Regions from separate parts of the Mus musculus genome. Here region 1 is linked to region 2. The links are chromatin contacts, called in public HiChIP or PLAC-seq maps. All regions are on one chromosome and are shown on one strand. The core of a region is the stretch at or near the end of the contact, and the rest is flanking DNA. Distances in the headings are between cores, read along the strand shown. Region 1 overlaps Ppp3ca (protein phosphatase 3, catalytic subunit, alpha isoform). Region 2 overlaps Bank1 (B cell scaffold protein with ankyrin repeats 1).

Evidence for each region. HiChIP or PLAC-seq counts read pairs in DNA pulled down with a chosen protein or histone mark.
Region 1: a contact with region 2 is called in an H3K4me3 HiChIP or PLAC-seq map of bone marrow-derived macrophages, with 5 times the contacts expected there. The contact joins two enhancer-like sites. A contact is called at or near these places in 2 of 115 datasets of contacts at active chromatin or transcription factors (bone marrow-derived macrophages and large pre-B cells).

The regions. Positions count from the first base shown.
Region 1 is chr3:136,723,318-136,727,997 of GRCm38.p6, forward strand. All of the region lies in intron 1 of Ppp3ca (protein phosphatase 3, catalytic subunit, alpha isoform), which reads left to right. Among named protein-coding and RNA genes, the nearest start is that of Ppp3ca, 56 kb to the left of the region's middle. Within about 2 kb of position 2,049, at least 151 of the 459 cell types and tissues checked have an H3K27ac peak or open chromatin away from gene starts, as enhancers often do. A contact at or near this core is called in bone marrow-derived macrophages, where this site is marked.
Region 2 is chr3:136,229,015-136,233,493 of GRCm38.p6, forward strand. The region is part of intron 6 of Bank1 (B cell scaffold protein with ankyrin repeats 1); the gene reads right to left. Among named protein-coding and RNA genes, the nearest start is that of Bank1, 95 kb to the right of the region's middle. Within about 2 kb of position 1,552, at least 9 of the 459 cell types and tissues checked have an H3K27ac peak or open chromatin away from gene starts, as enhancers often do. A contact at or near this core is called in bone marrow-derived macrophages, where this site is marked.

The sequences.
Region 1 (4,680 bases), core at 799-3,298, 490 kb after region 2:
AGTATCTTGGTTTCTGTGATTAAGAATAACTTGTTGCTTTATGAAGCTGCTGAAATATCAAGTCTTAGTATGTTAGAGTCTATTGGTGATTAGGATGACCTTCAACTCCACATATTTTAAGTGATGATTGGTTAATGTTTGTTTAAAAGCCACTGGTGGGGGCAACAACAAGAAGAGCAAGAACAAGAACAGCAGCAGCAGCAACAATATCCCGTACCTTTATACCCTACTTAACTTGAAAACCCAACCAACCAATCCCGGCTCTCCAGATCCCAATCTGTGTTCATGACTAATCATGTAAAAAGGTGTGAGCATAAAAGTTCTAGTGGGGAGGGAAGACAATAAAAATGTATTTGCCAGCTCCCTACTTGACAAGTGCAGAGTGTTTCTGTGCCTTTTAGATATGGGAGTTATGACATTGGAAACAATGGTAACCATAGCAAATGTACCTTAGAAAATCAATGGGAAAAGAAAGGGGGGAATGGGGTAGGAAGGAGTCTGTGTAGGAATGCATTGTTTCTTCTGCAACTGGGATTTGCAGTTAGTGTGTTTATTATATTTTAGTTGGTATCTTATTTATTTTGCAGTAAATAACTGATTAGGTCAAATTAAATTGATACTGAGAAACAAGCTGCTTACAAGCTTCTAGTTCTTAATATCTTCATGTTCTAAAAAAGAGTAGGAGGTTGAGCTAAGATATTTGATAGGGTCTTTTCAGTCTTTTAAAATCCATGATGTTGGGACCCAAGGAAGAGTCCAGAAGTGATGTCAATGTATTTTGAAGTTTTAAAGTACGACTACTTAAATCTGTCGGTGTACCCAGGAATACCATACAAGATATCCAGAAAGTTATCTTCATGTCTCCTGATTTAAGACCATTAAGGACAAAAACATAGAAGAAAAAATAGGCACCACATATTTATCCTGACAGGGTTGGCTCATGTCCATATCTGGACTGTCCTGTGTGGTGGCCAGCCATCTTCTGCAACTGTGAACACTTGAAATTTCCTTCACCCAAGAAAGAAACTGTCACTTGTTTTCAGTCAGTTTAAACATAGTTTTTAGTTTACGGAATCATAGATATAACTAAGCTGTCAGTCTTGGGTGGGATACAGAGGAGCTAGGGTAGAGCTATGAGGCTCTGAGCCTGACTCATGGTCTTCAGTGATGGGCTTTTTGGACTTGCTATGTTGATTGAAATGTTAGTAGCAGCTAGCCTCTCTTTGCCAGATCAGCTTGCAGAGAGCTAGATCTCCTGTTGTTCTTGTCTTTGACCAGGTCTAATGTCTACACTTTCCCTGCTGTCGTCTTCCACGGAAGAAGGGCATGTGAACCAGCAGTACACTCAATACTTACCTGGTGTCTTACTTAAAGCAAATATTGCCCCCCCCGAAACCGTTGATTTTTCTAGATTTGAAAATGCTCTTTTCATGTCCTCAGATTATGCTCAACTTATTTTTTTTTCTATTTCGAATTCTAGTTCATGTGGAGTGAACAAAAAACTTGAAAAAAAAAACCCACCGTTTTGAAATTGGGGTCCTCTAAACCTTTAGTTTTGAATAAATCACTAATGCTAAAAGTTTGTGACAAATCTGGGTGATTCAGTTACCTTTGGCCACCATACACTCAAAACCTGCTCCAAGAAGACAGCGGCTTCTGTCTATCCTTGGCACTATTACAGTTCCACTATGGTGGGGCTTTGTCTTTTGTGGAGCTTCTTTAATAAACACCAAGAGAAAGACTTCGTGAGTATTAGTTCTGTGATGGTTTTACACTCCAGTTCACTTGCAGACACTGAGAGCTGGAAAGAGCCCAATTAAGTTTCTCCCCTCAGCTTCCCTTTCTCTTTGGTGATGGTACTGGTAGGGAAGACTGTCCTAGCTCTTTAAATGAAAAAATTTTCCCCTGCACCTTTTATTTCCACAGCTGCCTCTGAGGGAATTGCTCCTCACAGCCTCTGCTTGGAGGAGCTCCTCGTCCTCTGAGCTTCCCTTGGCTTTTCCCTCTTCAGCTTGGCTTCTGTTCACCAGGCTTCTTTCTGCTTCCTGACCTCACGGAGCTAGCCCTTTTTATAGTAAACCGCTTGCGGTGATGTCACCCGCTCAGCTGGTTTCAATCAGCCTGCTCGGTGGAAGCTGGTAAATGACTCTGCAAGTTATCTTTTGCCTGGCCAGGCTCCTGCTGACCCCAAATAACGTGCAATTGACAACATTAACCATTTAGCAGTCCTTGCATCTCTTCACTCATAGGAGTGCTGATTGGAAATGAAGGTGCCCTTAGTTAGGTACATCAGCTTCCTGCCTTTCTTTCTCTTTCCTGCTGCCTCATTTCCACAGTGGCCACTTCTGCTTTCAAAACCGCACATCCCAGATCCCTAGCTAAGCTATCTGAAGCTCATTTCCCTCTTAGAACTTCTTCCTGGTTTGTTCCCCCCACCCCCACTTTGTTCCCCCTTTGTCTGTTTGCAGAATGGAATTTAATTATGGGTTTTCCTTGTTGTTAAAAGTTGTTGTGTCTCTTGACTTTTAATCTTCCTTACTTGAATTCTGGGTCTTATCTATTAATCTTGGGTTCTACTGGGTTAGTGTTTTGATGTTAAAATGTGAAACCTGTCTGAGAGAGAAATGGTTGGTTTCTGTTTCTCTTCCAGGAATGCTCTTCTCTCAAGTCTGTAGTTCTGACAGAGACTAGTGTGAAGTAAGATCTGTTGATTACATAGTTTATATGGTTATATTTTTAGAACATATTTTAGATTGGAAAATAGGCTTCATTGGGAAACCTTAGTTTTCATAAGTTGACTATTTGTGGATACTTCCCAGTATAGAGTACAGTATATATGAAAATTGTGTGCTATAGGATCCATGTTAGATGATCCATCAAAACTCCAAAAGTTTGGACAGAGTAAGTTTTTCACGGGTGCTGTTTAAGGGGATGGTAGGGCTTTGTCAATGGCAATGATGGGTAGAAGGATAGGGTGCTTGTGGCAAGGATGTCTGTCTAATTCATCCTCAAAGCACGGATGCTTTGGAGAAGCAACAGTGACAGGGCTGAAGTGGCGCTGCCTATGTGCATCCACCTGCAACATTGCTAACACCCATTACAATGATGGGTAGGCACCATTCATTTCCAAGTTTTATTTTTCTTGCTTGCTGACTGATTTATTGCCAATGACTGGACTCAGTCGGTCCTTCAACTCATGGGGAACCAGGATTTCGGTAGTCAGGGGGACAAGGAGTTGGCAGGATGACAGACACGTACACCAGAGAGAGTGCTGTGTCTGAATTTCTCAAAGCGAGCATCAGATTTATATTATAGAAGAAAACAAAGAAGTGAGGTGACATATCAGCCAAGGTACATTGAAGTTTTCTGACACAAAACAAAAAATGCATACATAAAGACTGACAGGAACCAGGCGATGTTTACAATTGAGATAAGAGTAGCTCTGTCTAAAGTCAGCTATTGACAGGAGCCAGAAGAGGATTTCACACCTTAGTCACAATTTACGCTATTCCTCTGAGCCTTGTGAAAGCTTGCACCAGAGGCTTCTGCTCTAGCAGACCTTTTCATGAATAATGCAATACTGTAGTTCCTCCTTAAACCACAACCCTCCTTCTTCCTAGGCCATTGTAAATTCTTGCATATGGAAGTAACTTGGCTGCTCTTTTAAGTGTCTATAGGGAATCTCCATTTGTCAGAAGAACTCACCAACTTTCTTCTAATATGTAATGTAGTCTGTCATACCTGACTGTAATGAGGATTGTAAGTTTACTTTGCTAAGCTTGCCCAGAGATTTCTAGCTCCTATCTAATAAAATACTGCAAGAAAGCATGCAAGACCCTCTACACTATTGCAGGGATAAATTTGGAGCATTCGTGCTACAGGGGTGCCAAGGTTCCAGGAGACTAAGTTTCCGTGAAACTTTTTGCCTCAGGACTGTGTTCAAGCTTTTGGGCCTGCCAAGCAGTCTTCACTGGAGTGGGTGTGGCGATTTATATTTTTATTTATTTACTTTTTTTTTTTTTGGTGTGTAATGGTTGATATTGGGAACTTAAGTGAATGATATTCCTCCTGAATTATACTCATATATGCCTGTATGTGAGACTCTCAGGAAGCAGAAGCTCTGCTCCTTTGTCTTTGAGTGGGTAATGTGCTAAGCCACAGAAGGTGGGCGGGTGTTGGAGAGAGAGCCCTGTAGGGTGTTAGGTCTCTCTGGGTAGTTGGTGACCCACACTCTGAGGAGTAGAAGGAGCACAGTGTAGAATAAAGTGCTAATATCAGTGGACTGACGTGACAGTATTCTTGTTAAATGTAGTTTTTGTAGCTGTAATTATTTACACAGGTCCTGGGACAATTCAATACATGTTACAGTATGCAGTGATCAAATCGTGATAATTGCGAAATAATCTTCAAAAAACACAAATGTTTTACATTTTAACTCAGCACATTAAAAACATATGATTTGAAAAGAGTATGTAATATTATGTGAATGTATTAAAATATTCTTCAGACATTGGACTGTTCTGAGGTTCTCAGTAAGGTTTTTACTTTCTGTTTGTTTCTATGTTTATTGATATAATTAAGAAGTAGATCTTTTATATAAAATGAAGGGACTTGTATATGTTATTGGTTCACATTGAGACTTGGAGACAGATGATTTAAGAAGAGTCAAGATGATCCCAG
Region 2 (4,479 bases), core at 302-2,801:
AGTAGGTGTACAAGGACCCAATAAAGTAGTAATATACCTACAGAGAAGCCTGACCCTCAGAGCAGCAAATGTCAGTGTGTTGATATGATCTTCTGCATCCTGAAGAACAAGATTCAAGAGGCATCGACTATGATGGAAACAAGATAAATGTTCAAATGGATCGTTTCCCTGTTGAAACGATAAATTTGCCTCTTCCTGCTGATGGAGTTTTCAGAAGTTCTTAAGGCAAGAGTGAACTTCTGTGGATTTTTCTAGTCCCAGCTTTTAGGCTCTTTATGACACTAATAGGACTGCACAGAGGCTTTTCAGCATTACTGTATTGTCTCTGGCCACATGTGGCAAGATTATCATTAGCTCAAACCTTATGCCAGCCACTCTCAGTTCATCAAACGCTAGGCAGGAAAATGACATGTGCACTGAAGTGATGGAGAGATGCACACTGGAGCAAGGACTCTGTTGATGACAGCCACAGGATACAGCTTGTCCCTGTAATCCAGAGGCCAGTAGGTTGTACTACAGACAGCAGAATCACAGAACTTACACTCCAAAAGCCCACCTGGAAATGTTTGCAACAAGGTAAAGTGTCCGAATATGATGAAGAAGAACACTACATTTTCAGCTTTCTTCTCAAAGGGATTAGAGATCAGATTTCAGATATATTTAAGCATATCTGAACAAAATTTAAACTATGTTCTTTGAAAAATTGTAGTTATAATAAAAATATGTACACACACAGCCTCCTCCAAAAAAAATAAAAATAATAATAAAAAAGAGCTAGGCTTCTTGTAAGTGACTTGATATCTGGCTCCTAACATCACTTCTGTATTGTGGGGATTAAATGGTAGCACAGGAACCTGTGAGGAATTAAGTTAACACATGTAAGGCATTTCATCTCCTGTTTGGTGCAGTTAAACATAAGTCACAGGAGCTGGCTGTGAATAGGAATAGCATTTGTTCTTGCAGTTTTGTTTTCTCTTCCCTTCTTGTTCCCTTCTCTTCCTAGAGGGAGAGAAAAGGTTGTTACTTACTGGGCTTAAATGAGCCAGCTTGCATTTCTTGGTGGGTGTATCAGTCTGGGAAAAATAATGTAGTTTCTTTTCCCCCCTAAACTAACTGCCTCTTTGACAATCAGCTAAATTATAGATCTTCCTGTTCATGACACAGAATACCCTGTATTACATAGACTGTAGCAGTACTATGAAGAACATAAGGGGATGAAGGAATTGTGAATAGCTGCAAGTGGTTCAGAAGTCCAAGTGGCTGAGAGCTACTGAACAATTGCAGCAATTGCGCTGGCCCAGCCTTCCCATCACCCAGCTGCATCCAGACTTTTTGGTGATGGACAAACCATGTGTATTCACATATAAACCAGAAACCAAGTAGCAGATCCTGAAAGTGATCCTGACTCCCAGTGATGCTCTTTGGAAGTCTTGGCTTTAGTATCTTACAAAGCTGCTCAGTGTAATTTTTTTACATCAGTTTCCCATTGCACAGTGATCTATCCACATACTAGCAAGTCCCAGATAAATCCAGGACTCTCCCAAGCTTGTTTGAAATGTTTCTTGTTCTCCTCCGAGTGAGAACTGTTTCCTTTTGGAACATCCCCCCCCCTCCCCAGGAGAAAAAATCATTTATAAGTCAATAGAAGAGCATTACAAAGAGAAGGTTGACACAGATTTAACCTCTTCTGTACATCTACCTTATTGTTACCCATCCACAGCTTTGTCTACTGAGGGTAAAGCATAAAACTGAATGCCAAATGAGGAAGTATGCTGTCTCATGATGATGAAATAACTAAGATTGGCTTGAAATAAAAAGCAAGAGTTACATTAGTGATGACTCTTTATTATTTTGCTATGCAGTCTTCTTTTAAAGGGGAATTTTAGGAAATTCTAGGTTCAGTTTCCTGACTTGTCTTTCATGAATAAAATGCTGAGTCATCATTAATATACCGCTTGCTTTTTAATAAACACAGATGTCTATGGGTCATCCTATGATTTATAGGTATGTTTGTGTTGAACACATTTTCAGTCTCTCATGCGTACATTCTCCTCACAATGCTGTGGCCTTCTCTTTATCTTAGCTAAAATATAAAGAAACAAACAATATATCTTTAATAATGAAATATTTCACCGATGAGTTGGAGACCTGTTCTGGGAAACACACTCAGGGTTATACTTGCTTTGATGTTTGCCTAACATTCAAATATGTTTAGTGTCTTACTCAAAAGAAGTGTTTTCCCCTTAATATTCTTAAGATTAATACTATAAAAAGAAGGGCATCTCAAACCTTTTCATCAATTCACCATGAACATGATGAGAGACAGGTGTGGGGGTCTTTAAGAGGAGGTATTTTGAAAATAGCATGGAAATATTTCAGTGTCAGGAAGATAAGTTGTTTTGTTGCTAAACAACATGTCCCAAAAAACATTTAGGAGGAAGGGGTTTAGTTTAACTTACAGTTTAGTTTACGATCAAGGGGAACCAAGGTAGGAACTCAAGGCAGGAACTGAAGCAGAGATCACGGAGAACTATGACTTGCAGGCTTGCTTCTCTGGATTCACAGCCTGGCTTTTTATGCACTCTAGGACCACCTGCCCAGGTGGCACCACTCATATGGATCATGAATCAAGCCCCATTGATTTGTCTACAGGCTAATCTGATGGAGGCAATTTCTTAACTGAGGTTCCTTCTTCCCAGGTGACTATTTTCTGTCAAGTTGAGCAACACTCAGTGGCACCTGGACTGAATCACATTCACATCTATCTTGTTATTTTATTGTGTTTATTGTATTACATTCATTTGTATTTCATACAGGAATCACTGTGTCATAAGTTTTATAGCATCCAATTTCCTAAGTATACTCAGCAATAAATCTGGATGAATTATGTTATCAATTGTCTTCTTTCTTTCAGTCTTTTGAAAAAAAAAACCTTACTTTATAAAATGTTTCATTTTAACTAAATGTTTTAATTAGATAATTTTCATCAAATTCTAATAATGGATTCCAACTTGCATTAGCCACCATTTTTATAACTTTTTCAAAGACAGACTAATAGATTTTCTTTGTCAAGAGAGACTGTGAGGATAGATTGGTTTTCTGGTATGTTTTTAAATACCTTAAGGCAGGTAAATGTGCCTGTACTTGGGATAACCTGGGAGTATAACCACTGATGATGCCCAGTGTCCTCACTAATTTGTGTTGAGCATGGTTTAGGCCTGTTGCATAACAAAAGTTCTGCAGGCAATTAAAGTACTCAGCCCTTGATACTTAAGCGAGGCCTGAGGGCTATTAGCACCATCTTTATCTATGTTTATTAGAAAGATATTTAAGACAATCTTATTGTGTCAGAGCCACACATTTAAAAGTTGTGATTCAACCCATTAAATATTCTCCATCAAAGAACATATAGGACCAATACTATTGTACCCTTTCTCACTAATCAAGTTGCCTTTATTTATGAATGAAATACCCTGACTGCCAGAAGGAGAAAAGATTTAGGTTGACCTTGGTTTAAAGAGACAGGGAAGGGCTGGGATTCTCCACTCCCACTGAAGCCGATGTGGCACTTACCCTAAAACCTCCCCATCAGCCTGATCTGCAAAGCCTCAGCTGCCTTTCAACATCAGCAATTTGGGAACTAAGGCTGTAACCCGGGATGCCTGAAGAACATTTCAGATTCAAACTGGAACACACATGAACTCAAAAATTCTCATTCTTTTAATTTTATTTAGAATTCTCCTATGAAATGAAAGACCTAAGGCATTCTTCCCCATCTCCATGACCCAACTTCATAAATCTAAACAAAGATAACACTGAAAGAGTTTATTCCAGTTCCATCTTCACATTTGTGCACACACTTTCACTCATCTAGAATTCTGCTTTCCTTTCTCTCTCATCATTGCGACTCATCATTTGTTGCCTAAAGTCCTATCTCTGAAGCAGACAATGAAAATTAATGTACATATTTCCCTTCTAATGCCATAGGCCAAAAAGTATGCTGCATTGTTTAGATAATACCTGCATATTAGCTTGTTTTATTATAAGTATCTTGAATAGAAAAGATCATGCTATATTCCTTTTCTGTCCTAATTTGGTACCTTATTTTGTATGAGAATTACATAATTAATCCTTTTCACTACTCTTATATTTTAAAAAAAACTGTATGTCTCTGGTGTTTCCCTGTAATATATCCTATGATTATTCCACCATTCACACCTTTATCTGCTTCACAATCAGCTGGGCTTTGGGATTCTTCTTGGTGCAGCCTTGAATCCTGAATGGCTCATACTAAATCTGTTTAAGGAGCACAGACACCAGCCAGAAAATGCCTTATCCTTTACATGTTAGTATGCAAATGGTACACTTCTCATATTGCTTAGCCCTGTGCCTGCCTCAGTCACCACTGCACCTATCTTATATTTCAGTGCTTTACAGATGCTGGATAGTAAGTGAATTAGAAAGATTATTTCATTAAAC